Regions from separate parts of the Capsicum annuum genome. Here region 1 is linked to region 2. Evidence: chromatin contacts called from public Hi-C data. All regions are on one chromosome and are shown on one strand. The core of a region is the stretch at or near the end of the contact, and the rest is flanking DNA. Distances in the headings are between cores, read along the strand shown. Region 1 has its middle 4.2 kb from the start of LOC124897928. Region 2 overlaps LOC107868120 (OVARIAN TUMOR DOMAIN-containing deubiquitinating enzyme 7).

What was found. A called contact is a pair of places that touch in the nucleus more often than the background predicts.
Region 1: a Hi-C map of leaf shows a contact between it and region 2, with 4 times the contacts expected there. The contact joins two enhancer-like sites. A contact is called at or near these places in 4 of 5 Hi-C or Micro-C datasets (bud, leaf and placenta).

The regions. Positions count from the first base shown.
Region 1 is chr4:31,208,815-31,215,524 of UCD10Xv1.1, reverse strand. No RefSeq gene overlaps it. Among protein-coding and RNA genes, the nearest start is that of LOC124897928, 4.2 kb to the right of the region's middle. Within about 2 kb of position 1,329, at least 1 of the 5 cell types and tissues checked has an H3K27ac peak or open chromatin away from gene starts, as enhancers often do. A contact at or near this core is called in leaf, where this site is marked.
Region 2 is chr4:30,906,216-30,913,301 of UCD10Xv1.1, reverse strand. LOC107868120 (OVARIAN TUMOR DOMAIN-containing deubiquitinating enzyme 7) reads right to left here. Exons shown (of 12, transcript XM_016714713.2): 12 at 2,043-2,898. Among protein-coding and RNA genes, the nearest start is that of LOC107868120, 28 kb to the right of the region's middle. Within about 2 kb of position 2,236, at least 3 of the 5 cell types and tissues checked have an H3K27ac peak or open chromatin away from gene starts, as enhancers often do. A contact at or near this core is called in leaf, where this site is marked.

The DNA.
Region 1 (6,710 bases), core at 80-2,579, 300 kb before region 2:
AGTCTCCCCCATTAGTCATGGCCCATCAAATTTTGTGGATAAATCGTGCAAGTTTTTCCAAAGGACTTTTTTGTAGTGATAACTATTTCTAGCGCAAATAAGTGAAAGAGTCCATGGTGTAGTATTCGGACTTACTTGGAGGCTTGCATGTATTTCCTGCTCCGTAAGTACAAGAGGATTCATAATTAATTCATTATTATTCTAACAAATTGTTATACCACCTGAGTATCCAAAAGTCGGTACATATATGATATCCGTGAATGGTAAAAGTTGCATGAGAGGCTCTTGATCTGATAACCTAGTTTCTGTGAGAGCTAGTATTGTGGGATTGTAAGTAGCTATAATTTCCAGTACATTCCTTCTGAAGGACGGATTATTCACGCCTCTACAGTTCCAGATGATAATCTTCATGGATGGTTGTGTGCGTAGAGATGATGCCCCTCCTGGTGCCAATGACATCTCCAGGTTTATCTCAATTTGGTTCTGGAATAAGGAGAAGTCCCTGTTCTGTCTCTCCGTTGTTGCTAATAGGATGACATACTGATTCATATGGTTCTCCGGATAGGATTTGATGTTGATCGAAAATTTTGGTACTGGCAAAGGGATTGTCACTAGGAGACGTTCTTCTGTACTTTGTCTAAAGGTAAACGTTAGCAAATCCTCGAGAGTGATCGGAATCATTACCTGGGTGGCGTCATTTGTTAGTATTTCCTCTTGATCCTGTGGCTGGTGTTGAGCATTGTTGTCGTAGGATAATTGATGTTGTGGCGATGGTGGATTGTTGTTCGGCATCTGTGGAACTTCTTGGTCGTTTATCATTACCTCCCATGTTGGCGATATGGCATGCAGTTGGTGACTGGCCCAATTTGAATAGTTCATCTGTTGGGATGAGTCCCAACTCATGCTGGTGTTGTTTTCCATCATTAAGTTCATTTGCAAGTGCAATATTGTCGTTTCTAAGTCTATTAAGTGTTGGTTCTGCGTGTAGTGGGCGTTCACTAAATTGTGGTAATTTTGAATTAGCTCCGATAGTGTGATAATGGGTGGGAAGAAGCCCATCGATAGAGGATTGTTTTGAGCCAATTCGTTTGTTTGTTGCATCATCTAGGTTGTCGTCCAGTTGGGTTGGTATATCCGGATGTTCTCGTCTAAGTTTTGGAGTTGTAGTGCCTCCCAGTTCTGAAAAATATTGACGTTCTGCATGGGCTGGGGGTTCACGTCTGTCCAGTTTTCGTGGCTGTTTATTGACGAGGGAATTTGGTTCGGTGGTGTTCAATGATTTTGATGGTTTTGTGGGTTGCGGAGGCGATGGCTGGTGGGACGTCGCGGCATCTTTGGGTATGGCTAAGTGAGATTGTGTTTGGGTGATAGATGGTGATGAGTCTGTGGTGTTTAAAGATGGTTTTTGAGTTTCTTGTAGAAGGAAGGAAAGGTTTGGTAGTAGGGTTGATGTTCATGCTAGGGTTATCAATGGATGAAGTACTGGCTATATTTGTAGCTGGATTTTGTTTTAATTGATCATTTATAGTAGAAATTCTTTGACGAACTCTTCCTTTGTTAGGTGAGACCATTAGCAAGTTTTCATTTGTATGTAGAGCTTGAGAAGGTACGTGAGTCGTTGAAGCATTTTTTGTAGCATAGTTGAGAGTTAAAGGAGTGTAGTTAGTGATATTGATGTTTGAAAGAGTAAAGTCAGAATAGAGTAAAGAAGTATCTGGTGAAAGATTTGAAATATCAGTAGGGTTATAGAATCAACTATTTAAGGAAGTACAAGTACTATAGGAATTACTATTTGGGCTATCAAGGGGCTTTAGAGTAGGTGATGTAGGAGTAATTGAAATGATTGCAGTGGAACTAGAAGACTTTAGAGGCATTACTTTTCTGGGAGAGTTAGTGAAATGAGTGGTTTGAGTAGACTGAGAAGTTGAGCACATGTTGAAAGGGTTATTTTGTTTTAGGTGTGATGTCGATGGATTTAGAATCACTTCTTTGGGTACATTGATGACTGTCGCGTCCATAGTTATGTTCATGTCTTTTTGAGGAGGTACGTGGGTGTGTGAGGGTGGTGAAGGATCAATTCTTTTTTCCTCATTATTTTCAGAAATTGAAAGATTATGAAATCTATTGGAATTTATATGATTTAGATGATTTTTCGTGGCAGCGTTGGGATTATAGGATAACTTATTTTTTTGTTTTCGATCATAGAAAATAGTGGTCCAAGTAAAAACGTCGCTCGTACTATTTTTTTCATTTTTTTCTGTTGTTTCTTTTTTTTCATCATTTTTTTTTTTGAAGCTTCTTTTTTTTCGTAATTCTTATTACTATTTTCGGCATCAATTTTTTCTACATGAGTTCCCTGGAAAGGATTGGTTGTATGAGTGGCCTGAGGGCTTGACTTTTTCTTGTCAGGATTTGTTTGGACAGTAATGAATGTTGTGACCTAAACAACCACATAATTGACATAAGGGTGTAGTACTTTCAAAGAGGATCTTTTGTAGGTGAGACACAATAAGAATATTCGAAGGAAGAGGTTTATTAAGCTTTGTTAGAATGCACAATCTAGCGTATCGTCCTCTTGAAGCATTTCTTGTGCAACTGTCTATTTTCAGGATAGTTCCTATAGTGTTGCTAATTTTTTGTAGTATTTGGAGGTCGTAGTATTCAGTAGGAAGTTCAGGGAGTCGTATCCAAATAGTAGTGTAGTTTGGGCTTTCAGTTAAGGGGTTGAACTTTGGTTCCCATTTACAAATGGAAAGATATTGAAAGCCGATGAACCAAGGTTCATGAAAGAGAGCTTTTTCATAATTTTGTTTGTGAATGAACTTAATGAGGTAGAAGTCTTCCCCTAGGTTGATGAGGTTAAGGTCTTCATTAAGGTTCCATACGTTCTTTAGTTTAGATCGGAGATAATTATAACCTTGGCTTTTTCCTAAAAGTTTCACTATAACAACTTGTTCCCAGGGGGTATATAATTTTTTTTTGTCAGAAGTGAAAATGGGTATGAAGAAGGGGTGGTTAGAATTGTTTTTTTGTTCATCATCTAGGTTGAAAAGATGAAAATCTTTTTGGATAGAGTGAATGGGGTTGGTGGGATTGTCAATTAAAACTGTCTTTAAAGCTCATAGTACTAGTACTAGAAGTAGAGAATAAAGGAGGAGAGGATGTTGAAGGTACCTCTTTAGGTTTATTTTTGCATAACAAAGATGTTAAATTTGGTCATGCATGGGTAAACAACTTGTCCTTTAGGCTCCGGACTCTCTTTAGTTGTATGCATGTGTAAATTGGTCAATTTATCGAATTATTATTTGACATAAATGTTCATGAAATACATATCAAAACTAATTTTAATTTTTTTTCTGTATAGATATGGATTATCAACAGTTTGTCCATCCAGGACCATCACATTATGATGTATATGCCACGCAAAGTAAGTATCGATCCGAAGCTATTTGGAGAGACATTAAAATGAGAAAAGGCATGTTTGGAAATGCGGCGTGATGATAATGATTTTTGATAATATATTAGTAGTCCGTTTCAAATAGGAGTTTCACCAAATATTGATTGTCCATTGAACGTAAAATAATTTGCATCTCGACCAAAAATAATCTCATCATTTTTCGGGTTGGTAATACCCATTTTACTCCTAAACAACCTTTGCAAATGATCATACTTGAGAGATAAAGGAAATGACTGAACCACTATAGGACGCCGACTATATCGAATCGAATTTCCACCATGCAAAACTTATTATTACCTTATTATCATCCATCTTAAAGTAAGAAATGAATAAGTTATGAACTTTGACAATTAAAGAAACTGCACTCATACTCTTTATATAGCATCGTAGATTTTGAAATTGTTACAAGGTAACTATGGAATCCTACCTTACAAGGTGAATATGAATTCCTACCTTACAAGGTGAGACGAATTATAATCAGCCAGCAAAATCCCTTGTCAGCTGTAAGTCCCATCTTGCAGACACTCCTATTTTTTTTTGTAAGTGACTCCATTTACCTTGTACTTTTTCAGTCAATCATCCATTTTCAGATAAGATAAGATAAGGTAAGCGTGTCCATTTACCTTTTAAGGTAAAATCACGATTCTACCTTGCACTTTAACATGTAACCAAACAGTGTTAACTTTTAATGGACAAAGTAATTACCTGTGTTTAACTTGTCCGTTTTGGTATTTTTCAATTTTGATATGCCCCTTTAAAATTTTTGATTAAAAAACTTGCCCTTTAGGCTCCGAACTCTAAAATAATATTTATCTCAATGGACATGCTAGTTCGACTTTAGAACTTGATTCAATATTATAATAAGACAATATGGTGATAACGGAAGACATTTCCAATTTTAAACTCAAGCAAATCGTGGATAATATCATTACTTACAAAAAGAGGACTGAAATACAATCAAGCATCAGTCTTCCCAACAAAATTTAGCATCAAGCAATGATCAAAATTTGAGGATATACTAACTTTCAACAATTCCAAGGGAAGGCCTAAGGACTAATACAACTGGACAAGTTACAAATGCCTAGTATTAAAATAAAATTTGATAAAGTAAACTTTTTAACAAGCTAAGGGCTCGTTTGGTTGGGATAAGTTATTTCGGAATTAGCTATTTCGAGATTAGTTATCCCATCATATATATGAGATAACTGATTCAATCACTGTGGTAGAAATGGTGGGATAACTAATCTTGGAACTAATAAATACCCCAACCAAGTGCCCACTAAAATAATCCTGCATTTTATTTTGAAACCTTAAGTTGCTTTTACATAGTTGGCATCAAAGGAATTATAATTTATTGATCTTCTAAACTTTTGGGTGCTGGCATCACTCACCTAAAGCAAAAAGGACGCAGAGAAAGAAAATAAATTTGCAGTATAACAGAAAATGGAAGAGAATAGAATGTTATTTTCTTGAACTCTCTGCTTTTACTAAGATGTGAGTAAGCACTAAGATTATTTTGACTCGGTAAATAAACGCATAAGTAAAACAGTAAAAAGAAAATACTAAGATTCACTAAGTTTTAACACTCCCCATTAGTGCATGCTTATGATCAATTACTCCAAGAGCAGCTCTGAAATATTCAAATTTAGGCTTTATCAAAGCCTTTGTAAATGTATCGGCAACTTGCTCAGTTGCAGAAATTCCTTTCAGTACATTCTTGCTCCAATAGTTTCTCTCGAATGTAGTGATGGTGAACCTCTATGTGCTTCGTCCGATCATGAAAAATTGAATTTGATGCAAGCTTGACAGCACTTTCATTATCAAAACTAATTTGAATAGCATTATCAACTTTGCACAACATCTCTCCTATTAATTTCTTTGATACAAGTATGATCATGATCATAACATTTTTGAGTATTTTTGAAGACTAGTCATTAAAGGGCTCTTATGTCATTTCTCTATTATTTGTAATGTTGTATAAATAGAACCTTGTAGGGTTTATTTTCTTAGTTTATGCTTGATATTGAAGACACTACTCTTGTGAGAGAGAGTTCTCAAAACTGAAATTAGGGCATAGCATAAGGGTGGATTCTCTTGTGTGTTGCAAAGCTTGAGACTTTGGTGCTTTGAGAGGTGGATGCCCCTCTTGTGTCATTGTAACAGTTAGGTGTTTGTTGTATGAAGTGTTAAAGGTCCAAGAGTGAATATGCTCTTGGGTTGTTAAGACTACATCAACACTTGTCTAACTATCTATCTTTGTTTCTTGTCCTAATCTTGTAGTTTGTGATGTTGTTGTTCAAACCGTTTGGTTATTGTGGTTGTAACATTGTTGTTCTTCATTTTTATTGTCATAATATAGTTTGATTTGCTGCTGGAAATTAGGTGTTAAACACCTTATTACATAGCGTTCTTGTTGTGTTCTTGAATCCGAGAGGGGTCACCAAAAGAGGTCCATAGTTCCTTGAACTAGTGGACAGTTTTGGTTTTTGTTTTCTTGTGTTCTTAGGCTGTGTTGTATCATTTGGTATTAGAGCAAAGTTTGATTTTATTCCAACAAAATCAATCTTGGGATTGTTATCTTGAAAATAAAAAAAAAGTGAAAAGAAAGAAAAAGAAAAAAAGTTATTGTTCACGTTTTTAGGGTCTTTCAAAAAAACTTGATTTTTTTGTGTTTCTAGACACTATTAGAGTCTAGAAACTGAAAATTCCAACAAAAAAGAAGTGTCAAAATCGAAAATACCCCCCCCCCCCCTAAAAAAAAACAAACTAAATCCGTTTTTGACCCTAGGTCAAATTTTGAGTTTTTGATTTTGTGTTTTTCTTATGTTTTTAGTGTTAGATTTGTGTTCTCTAACACTATAAGAGTATAGGGTTAGAATTTGAGCTAAATTGGAGGTTATTTGTGTCACCCACCATTGTTAATCTTGAGTTTGAAGAAACCTGAAGGTGAGATCTCATTGTGGGAGGTTGTTTTAAACTCACGTGTGTTTTATTTTGTAGAATTTATATTGTATTGTTGTATGTGGCGTTGTGGACTTATTGGGTGTCTTGTTGGACCGTAACTTGAAGGGTTAGTTTTGGTATAATCACAATGGATCTCGAGGCTTTAAATGCTCAAACAATGGATAATAATGCCATCAATCTCATTTTGGCTCACCTTAAAACTATGTCCCGAGATGTGGCTAGGTTGAATATGGGTCTTGAGAAATTAGATACGGATGTGGCATCAATAAGTGAGAGATTAGAACGTGTG
Region 2 (7,086 bases), core at 987-3,486:
AAATTAACTTTTTTGTTTAGTAATTTAATTTTTGTTAAAAAATAGTACCATTACTTTTTTTCTTTTAACAATAAAAATATTAGTATTACCAAGGTTAAGAAATAACATTTTAAAAAGTTATTATTACTTTGTTTTAAAAGTATGAAATGATTTTATTAAAATTTGATCAAAAGGAAGGCTAATTATGTAATCAGATTTAAATTTCAAACAGATAAGATGAGAGATCTTATCAAATTGATAGAGGATAAATTCAAATGCAATTTAACTAACTGTCAAATTTTGTTTTATCTTTTAAACAAAAAAAGTAAATTCAAATTAGTAACTATAAACTAACTTAACCAGTTTTTTGTCCTAAACTGTCAAGTGACTTATTTTTATGTTGCCACTTGACTTAATGTGAAGACTTTGTACTCTTTTTTTAATAATATATAGAAAAGGAACCAAGTGAAAATGAAGTCGCCCGTGCTCTAGAGAGCAAAGACCATCGCTTTGTTTTGTTTCTTGGAAAAATTGAGATCATTTGTTTCTTGAAAAAATAGACGGATAGAGAAAAACCAAAAGAATTTGAGGAATATTTTTATCTTTATATATATAAATTCATGGTATCAAATCCTGTCTTATGTATTACTAATACCATCAAATGAAATGTATTAGTAATACATCCTATAATATCAAATAGGGTGTATAACTAATATATGTATTAGTTATACAGTGTTAAAATTGCTACAATACAAAGTTATTAAATAATACTACACTCAATACATTTATTATTTATTTAAGAGTTAATAGTCCGAAAAATATTTGTACTTTGCCTAAATTTGCAGTTGCGCATACTGAATTTTGCGGGGGTCCTATTACCCCCTGAATATTTTAAAAATAAAATATATACCCATCTAAAAGCTCATACCCAGATTTTGTTTCAAGTAGTGACCTGCACGCGCTGTCACATAAAATATTACTTTTTTTAATATAAAAAACTGATTACTTTTATTTATTACATTTTTTCCTTTGTATTTTTTTTTTAAAAAATCTTTTTCATTTCATTTTGTTTTTTTTATACCCTGTTCTCATCCTTTTCTTTAACTTCTCCACATTTTTTTGTCATTTTTGGGTCAAAATTTTTTAGGAAAACACATTAGGATGATTAGATTGAGGGATTAATAAGAAATTACTATAATTTAAATAGGGCTTGCAAGTGAAAGGTTAGATTTGAGATAAAGCCATGGAAGAATAAAAATGAATTCTTGAAAATTTGAACATTGATGAATAGAGAAAAGAAAATAAAAATAAAAAATAATCAAAAGCTTACATGGCAAATGTGTTTTGGTGAAAGAGAGTCAAAGAAAAAAGAAAATGAAATTGATGAGACTCATTGGCGATGAGGAAGATATGAAATTAATTTTAAACACCATTGATGAATTTTGAAGCTTTTTAGTTTTGTGAGAGAGAAAAAGAAAAAAGAAATTGAATATAACAAAAAAAAAAAAAACCCAATGTATTCCCACCAAGTGGAGTCTGGGGAGGGTAGAGTGTACACAGTCCCTACCACTACCTCCAGAGAAGTAGAGAGGATGTTTCCGATAGACCCCCGACTCACGATAAAGAAAAGTAGACCAAAGCGTAATTAAATAAGAAGCAAGATGGGTGGCATAACATGACAAGGAATAAGACACATAAAAATAGAAGTCAGAGCAATAAAAAAAAAAAAGAAATTGAATAAAGAAAAATAATAATTGAAATTATATATATTTATGTAAAGAAATATTAAAAATAAATTTTTAATATATAATTTTCGTTCTCACAGAAAGAGTGAAATGCACTCACTTTGCCACCTCAGCATTTGGGGAGCAAATAATTTCATTTTTAAAATGTTTCAGTATGCGCAACTGCAAATTTAAGCAAAGTACAGATATTTTTCAAACTATTATTCCTTTATTTAACACACTACCAAACAACCCCGTGCATTGAAAATTTACGCTGCCGGATCACTTATAGCTAGCCGCAGGTAATTATTTTATAGTAAAACGTAGTAAGTGAAGTGAGGCATCACAACAGGTAAAATTACTTGATAGTCTAAAAATCATTTACATCGTTAATGTAAAATATAAATCTTAGAATTGCTGGATATCGGAGGATCCACCGTGGGAGTAATTTTAACAACACCAAATGATTTGAAGGAAACACTGGAAGACCCAAGTTACCTATTTCACTGAGGCAACAGCAATGCATTAAAGCAAATACTTAAAAACATCACAAAAATTGAAGAAATGTTGACGCCGTTAAAAATATAAACTATACCACCAGTCTAAGAGGGAAAATTGCTGTTAAGGCACCAACAAGCATTCTATATGCAACCAATTCAGTTTCTCCCATACTCCATATTTCATTTAGTTCAATATCTCAAGGAAATGCTGGATTTTGTTGAGTAAGTCCACTGTTCTCCAGAAAAATTGAGCTGGTTCCAGTTCACACTTCTCACTCCAACTTACCAAAGCAACTAAGCAGAAATAGGACTGGAAACTAGATATGTTTAAGTCATGAAGAATATAACATAGGATCCGTGTGTTGCCCCATCGAATACCAAGGTACTCCTGAAAATGAATGGAAGTCCATTCCTCACAAATATAATCAGTTGATTCAAATTCCTCTTGGATTCTCACCTCCACGTTCTCACTTCCAATGAATCAAGTCCTTGGATCACAAAGCACTGTAGCATTTTTGATGGTCCTCCAAGGCAATATATCAAATAATCAGCAACTACGAAATATAAAGTATAGTACTTCAGGAGATCAAGCCTCCAGAAATCATGCTTGTGACTTGTGAGTCATCCATAGGAAAGATATGGCATCCCATCCATGCTCTAAATCATAGGAGAAGATGGTATCAACATGGAAAAACCTACACGCATTATTTGTTTGAAAACAGTGAGTACAGGCCTGATACATCAGATGAACAAGATTACAAACTAGCTACAATAAAAACGGGAGTACGGAACCATTAGGATGAAAGAAATATATAGTAGCACTTGTTTAACCAATGCCACTGTTTCAACCAAAACACACACAAATGCTATCCGTTTTGGTCTGCAACTGTGACAATGACATTTATTTTTATACTCCCGTTTCACAAATAAAACCATTGCGCAAAGCTCAGGGAAAAGAGTAAACATTAAGGGGTCATTTGGCTGCTGATTAGGAGGTGCTTATTCATGTATTAAATTCTGCATAATTTATACCATGTTCAGTAGCATTCTTTTGCTATGTATAAAATTCAATACAACAAATACAGTATGATTAGCAATTTACACTCCCCCATAACTAATACATGTATAAGTTATGGGTGAATATGTGCATCATCTTATGCAGAATAGAAGATGGAAAAATTAATGGAGTACATGAATAACTAAAAAAAGGCAGTCCGGTGCACTTAAGCTCCCGCTATTCGCAGGGTCCAGAGAACGGCTCCACTACAAGGATGTATTGTACGCAGCCTTAGTTTCCAAGGTTTGACCCCGTGACCTCCTGTAATACAAGTTTGGGAAGTACTTATTGCATTAAAAGATTTCAACTTAACATCAAGAGTCTAGAGTGTTCAAGAGAGTGTGGATGCCACAGAACCAATACAAGAGAAGATAAACATTATATTTTAGGTACTTTTGATCATAGTATAATGTACATGTAATTAAGGGGCATTTATGTTTTTTCTTATTTTAAGTTAGCCCTAGTAGTATAAAACTTTAAATAGAATATGATCAATATTTTTAGGACGGACAATATTTTCAGGTCAACTCTCTTGGTGAGGTTTATGGATTGGATCTCTCTTGAATATCTTTTGGTAAGATTATTCATGTATGAGTTTAATTCTCTTCGCCATTGAATGCAATAATGTAATTGTTTGTTCAAATTAGGAAATTACAAATCTATATTTGTTTCTAATTTACTTCAATTGTGGGATTGTTTCATTCTTTTTTTTCTATCTTCCATCTATTTTTTGATTATCCATTCAATCTATTTATCTTGTATCTCGTTTTAAATCAATTGGTATCAGAGCAAGGTTAAAGAATTGTTCCTACAATTCTTAATCTTAGGCTTGTATCATTTGAAAATTCACAAACAAATACAGAAAAATCAGAAAAAATTTAAAAAAGAAAAAAATTGGACTGAAAATTGAAGAAATTTTCAAGTGGTTATTGTTGGGAATAGTTTAAAGTGCTTGAATATCAAATTCGGGAGCATTTAAAGTTGATTTGAAGTTGATTTTGCCTCAGTTTCTTCGATTTTCGCAGCTGAAATTTCAGTACTTTCTAGAGTGAAAATTTTGAGTTTTTGAGCTCTCTTGTGTTTACCCCCATCTTTTGGATCTAAGTTGTTTTGATCATGGGTAAATTATATTAGCTTTCAATTTTGGGATCTAAGGATGAATTTGGGGTAAATTTTGGATTCAAAAATTGGGCAATCTTTTCTTGTGTGAATTATAGTGAAATTTTGAAGTTTGAGTTAAATTCTTACTTCGAAAACTATTAGGTGATGCTTAAAGTATCTCATATTGATTGGGTAAACTTGATTTGAGTTGGGTCTTGATAGATTTGATGAATGTGGTGTTTTGAGTGATCTTTCTTCCCAAACTCTATATTTGAATTGTTTCATTTATGGGTCAATCATATCGTATGTAAATTTCTTTAGCAAGATTACATTGAGTATTAGTTCTACTTGTGTTTTCTAGTTATTCTTGTGTTCGTATTTCATTTCGCGTCAATTTCTTTCGTACTTTTCTCTTTTTAGTTTCATAGAAGGGGAGCCTTGGAGTAACTGGTAAAGTTGTTGTCGTGTGACCAGGAGGTCACACGGGTTCAAGCCTTGGAAACAGCCTCTGGCAGAAATGCAAGGTAAGGCAGCGTACGATACACCCTTGTGGTGGGGCCCTTCCCCGACACCGCGCATAGCGGTAGCTTTAGTGCACCGGGTTGCCCTTTTTTTTTGCCTCTTTTTAGTTTCATTGTGTGTTTAATCCATTTCTTGTCTGTTAGTGTGTTTTGTCATTCTTTTCTATTGATATAAACTCTACTCCGAAACGATCCTAGAAAGCTTACTTTGAGATTATAGAACCGTGAAGAGACTAAAGAATACCCTTGAGTGGTAAAAGGCTTGAGTAGTGAGATCATTTGAGGGTGGCCCTAAAAGCCTACGACCTTTGAGGGTATACACGAGCGGAAAGAAAATTGAGTGTCATCGTTTGAGTAATACACGTGAGAGAGTGAATTGTGAGGTCCATTTTACTAACCATTTTTCTGGTCTTAATTATATCTTAAAGGGAGGTTTGGATTCAATGGAGAAAGGAGAACTTCATCTTATAATTCTACTTCTAGTAAGAATTACTGTGAAGTTTTTCATGATTATTATAATAGTGCTTCTACATGATTAAATTTGACGTAATTGTAAAGGGATATGAAAGCAGTTATGATTAAATTTGACGTCATTGTAAAGGGATATAAAAGCAGTTGCACATTGATTGCATCTTAGGTGTATATAAATTATGTTATACCAACTTCATTGATCCTTCTTTGGTTGAGTGGTTGGGAATACCATGTCATACAAAAAGTTCACAATACAAATTTGGTGGGCGGGTGGTTGACAAAGAGGCAAACATCATTGTTTACCATGAGAGCTATCAAGGGGGAATTTGGTGCGATATCTATCATTTGTCTACTTGTTTGATGTGTTTAGGAGCTCATTGGTTCAACCATAATAAATTTTGGTTTGATAGAAATTTGAAAAAGTTTGTTGCGTTAGATTCTATGGAAAGAAAGCATGTCTTAACTCCCATGGAATAACAAATGAGAAGGTCAAGAAAGTGAAAATGTAGACTACTAACTTGAAATTTGATATGCAAAGTCATTCAAATAATTCAAGTAAAGTCTTTGAAGCTTCTAAAGATGCCAAGTTGAAATTTGATGTGAAGTGTCATCTCAATGACTCAAAGGGGATCCTTGGAGCCTATTGCCCTCCTAATGAAATGAATGAAAAAGAAAAGAAAGACAGGAATAAGGGAATGGATGGTGACAATTCAAGAGAGCAAAAAAATATATATATTTGGAATGAAGTGAGTGAGTGGTTACAAGCACAAAAGAAAAGGAAGTTGAAAAGTGAGTGGCTACAAGCACAAACGAAAAGAAAGTTCAAAAATTAGAGTGAATTGTCACAAGAAAAGAAGAAAAGTGAAGCAAGTGAGAAAAAAAAACGAGATAATAGAAAAATAAGAAATTGTGAGTGAGAAGTCTTCTTGTTCTAATTCTACCATTTTGAATTTTTCTTCTTCTAGTGTTTCCACTTCTTTTATAGGTATTCTTGAAGAAGAGCACAAAAAGAACGATTCAACATGGAAAGAAACTCAAGAATCGAAAGAAGCAAGTCAAGTTAGGACTACTTCAAGAGAACAAGTGAGCTTAATTTTAGAAAATCAAGGTAAAGAAGATTCGTTAAGTGTTCAGCAAGGTAAAAAGGCCAATCTTTAACTCTTTAGTTACTTCAAATGAACTTGATAGTGACTTGAGTGTGAATGTTAGACCATCTTTTGGTGAGGTTGATGATTCTTTACTTTGTGTCAATAGACAAATGAATGATGATCATACACTAGTTGAATATGATTGTGGAGCTAAAATTGTTATTGATTGTGAGCTTAAAATGTTTCAAGCTAGTGTTATGTCAAACGCGAATAAACATGATGTTTCCTTGAATTCTTATGATGAAGATTGATAAAGAAATGGACCTCGGGCCTAACTCAACCTCAAAAGCTAGCTCATGAGAGGAGGATTGCACAAGACCATATAAGGAACCAAGGACCCTTTAACCCACCGATGTGGGACTCCAACACCCCCCGACGCCTAGGGTTGGACATCTAGAGCGTGGACAATATAAGACGGGGGCCCAACATCGGAAACAATGAACTGGGTGGGCCTGAAATATTATTGAATTGTTGTCTCTAAATTATTACATTGAGACATATTTATAGACACTACATTCCAATCCTATTCCTAATAGGACACTACATTACAATCTCTTTCCAAGTAGAATTCAATATGCTATTCCT